2 separate regions of the Mus musculus genome follow, and region 1 is linked to region 2. A link is a contact called in public HiChIP or PLAC-seq data. All regions are on one chromosome and are shown on one strand. The core of a region is the stretch at or near the end of the contact, and the rest is flanking DNA. Distances in the headings are between cores, read along the strand shown. Region 1 holds the start of Psmc5 (protease (prosome, macropain) 26S subunit, ATPase 5). Region 2 has its middle 22 kb from the start of 1700052K11Rik.

The links. HiChIP or PLAC-seq counts read pairs in DNA pulled down with a chosen protein or histone mark.
Region 1: a contact with region 2 is called in an H3K27ac HiChIP or PLAC-seq map of embryonic stem cells, with 7 times the contacts expected there. The contact joins the promoter of Psmc5 here to the enhancer-like site in region 2. A contact is called at or near these places in 2 of 115 datasets of contacts at active chromatin or transcription factors (both in embryonic stem cells).

Annotation. Positions count from the first base shown.
Region 1 is chr11:106,253,102-106,258,974 of GRCm38.p6, reverse strand. Psmc5 (protease (prosome, macropain) 26S subunit, ATPase 5) reads right to left here and starts at 2,790. Exons shown (of 11, transcript NM_008950.1): 1 at 2,761-2,790; 2 at 2,056-2,127. The coding sequence starts at 2,784. It overlaps Ftsj3 (FtsJ RNA methyltransferase homolog 3 (E. coli)), which reads left to right and starts at 2,891. Exons shown (of 21, transcript NM_025310.3): 1 at 2,891-3,214; 2 at 3,298-3,390; 3 at 3,550-3,655; 4 at 4,143-4,189; 5 at 4,289-4,368; 6 at 5,114-5,213; 7 at 5,299-5,493; 8 at 5,571-5,686; 9 at 5,790-5,873. The coding sequence starts at 3,324.
Region 2 is chr11:105,156,097-105,162,051 of GRCm38.p6, reverse strand. No RefSeq gene overlaps it. Among named protein-coding and RNA genes, the nearest start is that of 1700052K11Rik, 22 kb to the left of the region's middle. Within about 2 kb of position 1,906, at least 38 of the 459 cell types and tissues checked have an H3K27ac peak or open chromatin away from gene starts, as enhancers often do. A contact at or near this core is called in embryonic stem cells, where this site is marked.

The DNA of each region.
Region 1 (5,873 bases), core at 1,541-4,040, 1.1 Mb before region 2:
GATGCCTATGAACCGCGATTACTGTGGTGGCGCCCAACAGTTCTCAAATTGGACTTGCAGCCTGCTTAACAGGAGGAAAACCACACCTGGTATTAGAAACATAGCCAACTACCCTGGGCTAGTTAAGTTATGGATCTTGGAGAACCTACAATCACCACTTTACCTGCATCATTCCTAACTGCAGTGCATTTACTATAGACAAATGTAGTTCTAATCCCTTCTCAAGAAACTTCTCTTGGCAGCAAACGGAGACAATTACAGACAACCACAACTGATCAAAATGTAGAGACCGAGACTCAGCAGTGCCGGGTCCCAACTGACGCACGTACAACGCAACCCCTACACCTAAGGCTCGGAGCTCCAAGATTCCAGGAGCCAGAGAGACAAAAGTCTGCTGGGAGACTGTCTCTTAGAAATGTCAGAGGCCACACTCATGAAATCTCATCAATATGGCTGCTTAAATTAAGTCCTGAGCATTGATGACACCAACGGGCTTGCTTGCTAACCCGGAGGGGAGAGGTTCATTCATGGCGCCTCAACCCTAGACAAAGAATTAAGGGCTCCTGAGGAATGCTAAGAGGACAACAGACTTCTCCAAGGAGGAACCCCCATTTGGTTATCCAATACCAAGTGAGCATATACATACAGGTAACATTATATAGACTGAACAGGTTGTATTTAAGTATTTAGGGTGGTGGTGGTGATAAGGATTTCAAAATATAAAATTAGGAAAAAACAAAACAAAAAAAAAAAAACCCAAAAATTAGGAAAAACAGTTAGTCTAATAGGTAGGCATGATGACACAGGCTCGTAATTCCAACCCTAATGAGGCTGAGGCTGGGAGCTGGAGAGTGTCAGACCAGTCTGGGCTATACAATGAGATTCTATTTTAACAAATCCATTAAATAAACAAAAATAAGACAAAGGCAAGACAACAGAAGACAGACAACAGCATCCACTCTCCTGCTTCATTTCAGACCCAGGAGGGATGAAATCACATAGAGAAGCATTAAAAAGGGATAAAAACCATACTGGGTGTGGAGGCTCATGCTTTTATCCCAGCACCTGGGAGGCAGGCGAATTCTGAGACTGAGTCCAGCCTGGTCTACATGGGGAGTTGTGGGTCAGTTGCGGGTACATGGTGAGACATTTGTCTAAAGAAGAAAAAGTAAACTAAACGGAAGAACTGCAAATGTGCCTGAGGTTCAGGCATTCTCTCTGCGGCTTCCCTCCCAAACCCATTCTCGCTCCCACTCCCACCTTTGGCCAGTGGTTCCTCTGTAGGTGGTTTTGTTTTCCAGACAGGGCTGTACGTAATCCAGACTGGCTTCAAACTCAAAACACTGCTCCTGCCTCGGCTCTGGAGTGGCAACCTTACAGGTGTAATATTTGACTCTTGGGCCCGGAGAGGTGGATAAATGAGCCAGCCGCTCCTCTAGAGAACCTGGGTTCGATTCCCAGCACCCACATGGCCGCTCACAACTTTCTATAACTCCACTTCTAGGGCATCCTACACTGTCTTCTGGCCTTCACAGGCAAATGTAGGGCACAGACATTGGATGCAAGCAAAACACCCAAACACATAAAACGAAAAACCTGGAAAAGCAAGCAAGCAAGCACACAAACAAAAAATCCTAACTAAACACTATTCCCATCAAAGAGATTATCAATCTACCTTACACAGCTTGGTACCTCCTGACTACAAAGGAGCTGGAGAGATGGCTCAGCAGTCAAGAGGGTTTCTTACTGCTTTTGCAGAGGGCCTGGGTTTAGTTCTCAGCACCTGTAGTAGCTCATAACTATTTGTACGTAACTCAAGTTTCAGGGGATCCACTGCCCTCTTCTGACTTGCACAGACATCTGTATATATGTGATACACATAAGCTTACGCAGGCATATATACATATACACATAAGAAACAGACAAGCAAAGAGCTGCAAACGAACAACATTGGAAAAGAACTCTTTGCTGCACTCCCAGTGGAAAAAGGACACAGAGAAATCTGCACCTACCAGCTCCCGTCCTCCACTAGCTCCCTTTGCTGTCTGTACTCACCTGGAGTTCTTCAATCTTGGACAGATAATATTGACGGAGTCCACTGCCTGCCTTCCCCTCTTCCAGTTCCATCTGAAGACAAGTGTAAGTGTTAAAAAAAAAAAAGAAGAAAAGAAAAGAAAAGAAAAAGAAAAGGCATAAAGTACTAAAGGGTAAAGCCAAAGTATTTTCGAGGCACTCTACCATATAGCTTAAGAAACAAGGTCAGGAAAATACCATTCCCTTTTCCTCAGAAACTGGTATCTCGATGGGCGAGGTCTGTGTGTTTGAACTTCGGAGGCTTAGTTCTTGGTTCTAAGCCTTCATTTCTGAATCCACTACAAGGATGCAATTACCGCCTACCTTCGAGGACTTTTAGGAGTCTCAAGGGGCCATATACCCACCGAGCGCACTGCCCTGTGGCTAGAGCTACACATCCCCAGGGTTTAACTACTACAGACAAAGGCAGAACAGAGGGACCAAGTCCAGGTCGAAGCCCAGGCCATTCCGGCTTGCCAGCTTCATTCAGTTTCCACCCACCCCTGTCCTGCTTTCCTCAGGGCGGCGCTGACACAGCAGATCCAGTCCCAGGCAGAGTCCGGTCTGACGTGATCCACCCACCCCTGATCCACTGGACCCTCTCGCTCGTGGCCACCCCTCACTTCAGATTTTGTGCACTCCACACTCAGCTTGGATGCCGCCCAGCCGCCGCGGCAGAATCCTTACCTGCTCTGGCCCATCAAGCGCCATCTTCCCTCTCTCGGCAGGGATCGCCGGCATCCAAGTCACTCTATCGCGCAGGCGCGGAGGCGAAAGCATGCGCCCTGGGTCACCACCGAGAACAGTTCCGGGTCAATGGGCGGGGTGTGTGGCGATACAAACACAGTGGCTGTATTAGTAGAGGCTCTACTGGAGGTCACTAGTTTTGTGAAGAGATATAGAACTTCTGGTTGATGCTTCCTAGCGTTTAGGATACGAGTTATTGCACTCTACTTCCTAGCCTCTACTTTTAACTTGTAAGGCCTGCTGACAAAAAAATTTTGGCCACACTCAAAATGGCGGAAATCATGACGCCAGGAATGTAGGAAACGCGCGCAGAAGCGGAAGTACGATTACTGCCTACATGTGCTGCTTCCTAAGAGTTGAAAACCTGCGGAGTTAAGGGCTATCTAACGTCTGGGTAAGTGATTGCTCCACCGCCTGAGGAACCGAAGCGAGATCCAGTGCTCGGAAAGACGATCTCACCTTTTTCTTTCTCCCCAGAGTGAGTGATACTCCCCCATCCCGCCATGGGCAAGAAAGGCAAAGTAGGCAAGAGCCGGCGGGACAAGTTCTATCACTTGGCCAAGGAGACTGGTGAGTGGGTTCGCGCTGAGGAACAACATCCCCGTCTTTTCGCTTCTTCTAGTCCCGAGTTCCTTTTCCTTCGAGGGGGTTATGGGATTGTGAGGCTTTCCTCCTGGGAAAGGCCTCCGTAGACGGTATTGCCTTATACACCCACTCTCCACGATCCAGGTTATCGTTCGCGCTCTGCCTTCAAACTGATCCAGCTCAATCGCCGCTTTCAGTTCCTGCAGAAAGCCCGGGCCTTGTTGGACCTGTGTGCTGCGCCTGGCGGATGGTAACGTTTGGCAGGGGCTGCTATGATGACACGTTCCTGGCACTGGTTGGCTTTGAGTTGCTTTTCGGGGAGGATGGGAATCCGATTACACAATTCAGATTAAATATTCCATAGTATGTGTCTCTCTCAAATTTTGGAAGGGAGCGTCATTTTCCCCCTCTTGTGGTACTGAACCTAAGGACTTAACTCATGCTAAGGACTTAACTCATGCTAGGCAGCCCCTCCACCACCGAGTTATATCTCCAATTGCTTTATTTTGAGACAGGGACGCTGAAAAATTGCCAAGGATGGCCTTGAACTTTTGGTCTTAATCTCTTGCCCTCCTTAGTGGCTGGTAATGCAGCCCTGTGTTGCCATGCCCAGCAGGTTGCTTCTTGAATGTATGCATAGACATTTGGCCACTACACTTAACAGGTGCCTCTTAAGGGGATGAGAAGTCACCTTGCCAAGGGAGGATGAAAGGTATTTAAATCTGTCTCTTTCACAGGCTGCAGGTGGCTGCCAAGTTTATGCCTGTATCCAGTCTTATTGTAGGTGGGTGACTCTTGGGTATTTGAGGGGGAGGGGTGGGTTAGGTACTAATTTTGTCCTACATCTTCCTCCACCCTGTAATACTGAGTTAACATCTTTTAGGAGTGGACCTCGTTCCAATCAAGCCTCTCCCCAATGTGGTGACTCTCCAGGAGGATATCACAACAGAACGCTGTAGGCAGGTAATAAGACCTCTCCTTCTTTTCTTTCCTCTTTATGTGCTGGTGTCATTGCCTACTTATTTATTTATTTAGTGTGTGTGGTCTTTCGAGACAGGGTTTCTCTGTGTAGCCCTGGCTGTCCTGGAACTCACTCTGTAGACCAGGCTGGCCTTGAACTCAGAAATCTGCCTGCCTCTGCCTCCCAAGTGCTGGGATTAAAGGGGTGTGCCACTAGTGCCTGGCTGTCATTGCCTCTGAAGAGTGAATGAAACACTTCCCAATTTACCATGGTTTCAAGCACGTGGCCAAAAAGACTGACAATCCTTGTGTACATTTCCATCTTTATTTACAATCAAGTGTTTTTGTTTTTCCCTGAGATAGAGTCTTGCTGTGTACTTTAGGATAGCTTCTAACTGTGTAGCCCACACTGATGTGGAGCTGAGTACATAGCCTAGTTTGGCCTTGATCTTGCAGTCTCTCTCCCTCTGCCTCTGGGATTGCAGTCGAGTGCCACCGTGCCTGGCAGGGATAGTACTGTGAATTGGTGGAAGGATGAGAGATCTATCTTCAGAAAAATTCTTTCCAGGGAACTAATTCTAAGCTTGGGGAAGATGTATATTTTTTGTTGCTGTTGCATCCCTAGTACCTGGTGCAGGATGTTGGCACTGGTGGGCGCTCAGTGCATGACTAGACAGATGACTGAACCAGAGTTCTGTTCTTAGCAGTTACTGTGTTTCCATTGCTAGAACCCCTTTACTTTCATTAGGCCCTGAGGAAGGAGCTGAAGACCTGGAAAGTTGATGTTGTGCTCAATGATGGGGCTCCCAATGTGGGGGCTAGTTGGGTCCATGACGCTTACTCCCAAGGTACAGGGAATGTGGGCTTGGAGGTGAGGGTGGAGGTAGCACATCGAAAGGCTGCAGAGGTTCCCTGACTGTTTCCGTCCTACAGCTCACCTAACTCTGATGGCTCTGCGTTTGGCTTGTGATTTTTTGGCCCGTGGTGGTTGTTTCATCACAAAAGTCTTTCGTTCCCGAGACTATCAGCCCTTGCTGTGGATCTTCCAGCAGCTGTTCCACCGTGTCCAGGCCACGAAGCCCCAAGCCTCTCGCCATGAATCTGCAGAAATCTTTGTAGTCTGTCAAGGTGAGACGTTATTCCTTCCTCTTGACACAACCTAATTATGAAAGCAAACTTTTATTTAATCTATCTTCTCCTTTTAGGATTCCTGGCTCCGGACAAGGTTGATGCTAAATTCTTTGATCCCAAGTTTGCCTTTAAGGAGGTTGAAGTTCAGGCTAAAACTGTTACTGAGTTGGTGACAAAGAAGAAGCCAAAGGTGGTTTTGTTGTTACTGTTGTAAGAAATGGATTCTGAAACTGGGAGAACTTGATTATCTAAGAAGCGACTGTCTAGTAATTATCTTTATTTCTCTTCCTAAGGCTGAAGGCTATGCCGAAGGTGACCTTACTCTTTATCACCGAACCTCAGTTACGGACTTCTTGCGAGCTGCCAATCCTGTTGAC
Region 2 (5,955 bases), core at 657-3,156:
AAATTCTCTATAAAACCCCAAATCTCATTTTTTTTTCATTTTTTTCAAAGTGTTGCCTGGCAGTGGTAGTGTATGCCATTAATCTCAACACTGGGAAGAAAGAGGCAGTTGGATCTTTAAGTTTAAGGCTAGCCTTGCCTACAGAGAGAGAGAGAACAGAGAGGAGAGAGAGATTTAAAGTTTCTGAAATGTGGGCTTCTGTAATATCAAAGAAAGTATATGGAGGCTTAAACCCATCTATAATAATATCTGCTGCTTCTTTTTTGTTTTTATTTTGTTTTGAGACAGGGTTTCTCTGTGCAGCCCTGGCTGTCCTGGAACTCACTCTAAATCATTCTAGCCTCCAACTCAGAGATCAGCCTGCCTCCGCCTCCTGAGTGCTTAGAGTAAAGTTTGCTCCACTCCTCCCCCAGCGTGACAAAACTTTAGGATTGGGTAAAGTCTCCTTTGGAAAGGCAACTGCTCCACATGTCTCCCACCCCCACCCCAGCCCATCCCCCATGTCCTGCTGGGGCTTTTGCTCCTCCCAGCAAGGTATTCCTGGGGAAATGCCTATGTCTTTGGGGTCCAGTTTTTCAATTGTCTGATAGATAGATTGCAAGGATACCAGTCCATCACACCACTACTGCCACCCCTGCTATCAAAAGACAGTCTTGGCTATTCCATTGGCAGAGTTTTGCTGAGTGCTCTGAGGGAAGCCAATATTACTAGGAAATGGAATTTCTCATCCCTACACAGCTGGTTGCTGCAGATGAGCCCACCTTGGGGTTGTAAGGGTTAAGTGAGACGATGTAGCTGGTGATGGGTACTTACAGAGTCTCAAGAAATGATGTACCGGGGCTGGTGAGATGGCTCAGTGGGTAAGAGCACCCGACTGCTCTTCCGAAGGTCAGGAGTTCAAATCCCAGCAACCACATGGTGGCTCACAACCATCCGTAACAAGAGGGCATCAAGCCCTCTTCTGGAGTGTCTGAAGACAGCTACAGTGTACTTACATATAATAAATAAATAAATAAATAAATAAATAAATAAATAAATAAAAAAGAAATGATGTACCTAGAAGAGGAGAGAGTGATAGAGTGGTCCCTATGTGCTCAGGAATGGCCATGGCCATCAGGATAGGTACTGATCTTTTCACAGTTGTGTCACCATCTGCTATGTTATTTCTTCACTGCCCATAAAATGAGCCAATTTAAACTAGATTAGATGATATTAAAGGCAGGTTTATTGGGAAGCTGTTCTAGGTTGGGTGAGTTTACTAGCCCCAAGGACCAAGGCCAGGGGAACTTGCCCTGGGGACAGGGCAGGGGGAAGAAGAGGGAGAGAAAAGGAAGTGGGCAATTGTGCAGAAAGAGAAGAGAAGAGAAGAGAAGAGAAGAGAAGAGAAGAGAAGAGGAGAGGAGAAGGAGAGGAAGAGGAGGAGAGGGAGAGGGAGGGAGTGAGGGAGGGAGAGAGAGAGAGAAGAAGAAGAAGAAGAAGAAGAAGAAGAAGAAGAAGAAGAAGAAGAAGAAGAAGAAGAAGAAGAAGAAGAAGAAGAAGAAGGAAGAGGAGGAGGAAGAGGAGGAGGAGGAGGAGAAAGAAGAAGAAGGAGAGGAAGAAGGAGGAGAGGAAGAAGAAGAAGAAGAAGAAGAAGAAGAGAAAGAGAGAGAGAGAGAGAGAGAGAGAGAGAAAGAAAGAAAGAAAGAAAGAAAGAAAGAAAGAAAGAAAGAAAGAAAGAAAGAAAGATGACACGACGAAGAAGAAGAGCAAATGTCAAATGTCTGGAGTATATAGGGAGGAGCTGTGGAGGAAGAGGCTGGTACATTCAGGCAGGGGCATCGTGTGCCAGGCTGGGACTGAGGGATGCTGGGAGAACCTGGGAACCAGGTCTCCTCTGGTATGTAAAAAATGCACTTCAGGCCTTTGTCCCCAGGGGCTGTGAAACCAAATGAGGCGGTGTGATTCACTCTTGGAATGTGCACACAAGACTGAGGAATATGGTCCCTGTTGGGGTTTTTGCTTGTTTGTTTGGTTTGGTTTTGTTTTTTTTTTGAGACAGGGTTTCTCTGTGTAGCCCTGGCTGTCCCAGAACTTGTCCTGTAGACCAGGCTGTCCTGGAACTAATAGAAATCTGTCTGCCTCTGTCTCCAGAGTACTGAGAATAAAGGTGTGCACCACCCCCACACCATGACCCAGCATCTTTTGTTGTTTTGAGATCCAGTTTCATAGAAGGAGGCTGGCCTTAAGTACCCCCTGCCTCGACCTCCCAGCTGTTTGGATACAGGAGGACTCTGCCCCGTTAAGTTTTGTAGTCCTGGAATGAAACCTAGGCCTCAGGGGTCCTAGGCAGGCACTTTTCAAGAGACCAAGTCATGAGTTCTTAGGCCTCCTCTAAGCACCATAGGCTCTTTTACTTTGCTTCAACACTTCCCCCTGCCCCCCCCCATCCCATCAACTCTTTCTGTTTTGTTTGTTTGTTTTGTGTCTTATTTTGTTCATTTACATGTGTATGCAGTATGTGTGGGGTACACACAGAAAAGGAGTGCTGGAGTCCCTAGAGTTGGAGGGGCAGTGGTAGCCTCTACCACAGAGTAAGATCACCTTTTCTACCAAAAATAAAGTTATCTAGTTATCTCAGTCTAAAGAGAGAACTCACTGGTTAAGAGCACTGGCTGCTCTTCCAGAGGACTGGGTTCAATTCCCAGCGTCTGCATGGTGGCTCACAACCATCTATAACTCCAGTTCCAGGAGGTCTGGCACCCTCTTCTGACCCCTGAGTGCACTAGGGAGGCATGTTGTACACAACCATGCATGTACCCATATATATAAAATAAAATTTAAAAAAAAAAGAAAGCCACTATCACCAAGCATCCAATTGTTATTTTTTTAGGGCCCTTGGCCCCAGCATTTGTCAGATTCAAGAAGAATGTGATGCAAATGTCCAGAGAATGGTATGTTACTCAGCACACCCACAAAGCAACAACACTTGGATGTTGACTTCCTTCAGTATATAGATTTTCCATGGGTCACTGAAACTCTCCTGCAGTAGTGAAATGGGAAGGGCAAGAGGACTCCCTTGCAGCTTGCCAATCAGCTAGTCTGGACATACCATAAGACACTGTGCCTCATATCAAGGCCTGGGTAACTGCCTGTCTGTCTAGCCAGCCATTTAATGCTGTTATTACTGTTACAAGGAATCAGTCTCCTACACTGTTTCTATTGCTACTAGGAAACTTTCTCATGCCCAAGTTGATTACATATTCTGTTATGTTCTGTGTTTTGGTGTTCTTAGAAACCAATCACAACAGAGGTCAGTCAGAACTGCTTTGTATAGCTACAATAAGCTTGGACTTGACCCATCGGCCCAGCAACACTTTCTGTACCTATGTATAAGCTTTTATGGTTTTTGCCTTTATAAGATGCCCTTGGGGTGGACACCAACACAAGAGAGCCACCTGTCCCAATATAAAAATACATTTGGAACAAGACTTCCATTTTGTATAGGGGTTGTGGAAAGCTTTAAGTTCCCAAGACCTCCCTGGAAATTGACATCCTATTTGGCAGAAAGAGTCATATACATGGGTAACTGACATCCTGGTTGGCAAGTCACGAGATGAATGTTAGGCAAGGTAAGTCCCTGCCACAATTGAATATCCCAACCAATAGGAACAGGATAAGTGTACAACAAAAACATGTTCCCAGGGAAGTCCCCTATCCCTACATCCTGACTGGTTGAAGAACTTGGCACAGATGTTCATGGATTTCAGACTTAAAAGCTCTGAAGGATCCTGGCTTGGGTTTCCAGTCAGCTCCTGAGTTTGGACTTTGACCCTGATCCATCAGTCCTGGGGCAAATGCTCAATAAACTATCCCTGTGTGGCTGAGGCATTTCAAACAAGGTGGCAGGCCAGAACTCACACAGAGGTTGTCTTCTGATTGCACACACACACTGGCACACCCCTCTCACACATGAACAGGTATACACACACACACACATTGGAAACATACAAAAAAAAATCACAAGTATTTTTAGATGGTAAACAAGAAATAAATAGGCCCTTCCTGGTGAGTCCTGCAGACTCTCCTGTCTTAGATGCTAAGTCCACCATGCCTTTTATCTTTCCTTTCCTCTCTTTCCCAACTCTCCATTTTTTGAGGGGTTGATTTGTTTTTATGTAGGTTTTTGTTTGTTTGTTTGTTTGTTTGTTTGAGACAGGGTTTCTCTGTGTAGCCCTGGCTGTCCCTAAACTCATTCTGTAGACCAAGTATGCCATAAACTCAGAGATCCCACCTGCCTCTTCCCCCCAAGTGCTGGGTGTGGGCCACCACTGCCTGACTGGCTGTTGCTATCTTTAGACACACCAGAAGAGGGCATCAGATCTAATTACAGATGGTTGTGAGCCACCATGTGGATGCTGGGATTTGAACTCAGGACCTCGGAAAGAGGAGTCAGTGCTCTTAACCGCTGAGCCATCTCTCCAGACCTAAAACCTACTTTTAATAAGGGTTCACAAAGGCTTTGACTTCCCCTACCCCCCGCCAGCCCATTGTCCAAAGGTAGGGGAGAAAAAATGGTAAATAGGACAAGGGTATGTGGACCTGTTTAGAGGGAATTCTTTGGGGGCAGTTTCAATCTCCACTTGTCAGGGTAACCTGCAGTCCAGTTCAGTAGTGTCAGGACACCAAACAGCAATCAGCAGTGGTAGCAGGGTCAAGCAGAAACTGCCAGGACGCTGCCTGAGAGAAGTTCTCTGCTGAGCCTCTCTCAGCAAAGCAAAGATCGAGGAAGCAAGACCAACAAAGCGTTGCAAAGTTAGCTATGCAAGCCTGCTGCCACTGTCTGCGGAGTCCTATTTATAGCCTTTCCAAACAGCATGTGTCCCACAGGTCTTACCTCAGCAAAACACCACGGGAGTCTGCATCACCTCGCATATTCAGAAGCCTCCACTTCAGGTTTCTTTGGGGCCTCAGTTGTGTCGTGTGATATTTTGCTGAAGCAGACAAGCGATGGTTAGAAGAAATATAAATACGACCCCACAAACGGAGTGTGGAAGCTCTGGCCTTGCTTCGCCTTGCACCGAGCCGCTCGCTGATCTTCACTTGTTGGGACTTTGTAGGGAGTAACTCGGCAAAGAACTTCCGGTGATATTCCGGCTGCTTCTTGTCACTTCTGAGGACTCCGGCTGATTGGCAGAGACTTGTGGTTTCTTCTGAATCGAGCCTCAACTAGTGATTCCTGTTTGGTGTTTGCTGATTAGACTGGACCGCCGCTATCTTGATAACAAAGATTTCGATCTCCCCAAAGAACTACTTCTAAACAGGTCTACAAACCCTGCTTCCTAACCTTTCTTTCCCCCTACCTCTGGTGGGTGGGCTAGAAGGGAGGTTGAAAGCTTAAAGAACCCTAATTAAATAAAGTAGGTTTTGAAAAATCTAAGCCTACAAGTTTCTCTGTGTAGCCCTGGCTGTTCTGGAATTCCCTCTTGTAGACCAGGCTGGCCTCAAACTCAGAGATCTGACTGCCCCTGCCTCCAGAGTGCTGAGATTAAAGGCTTTTGCAGCCACCACCAAGCAGTTTCTGTTTTTCTTGTGCAGGGGTGGAGTGGTGGTGGAGTTTGAACCAGAGCTGTCTGAATGCCGGACGGGCGGGCACTTTACCCCCAAGTGTCCATCACTGAGTCCCTCCCCCAGTCCCAGAAACTACATTGATATACACATTTCTAGCTCTCCTTTCTCTGCACTTCAGACTGCTCTTTCCTGCCACAACAAACACATCATCTATCATGTTATATCATCTCAGTGTCTAATTGGTTTGTGGGCATCCAGGATCCTTCCTCTGTCACCTCTGTAGTCCAGGGCCCGATGGCAGTTATTCAACACTTACTGATAGAACTCTGGGGGAGTGTCATTGCTGCCCTTGGAGAAGATGAAACTACTCAAGTTCCTGGAGATCACGAGGGTAGAGCCGGGACTGGA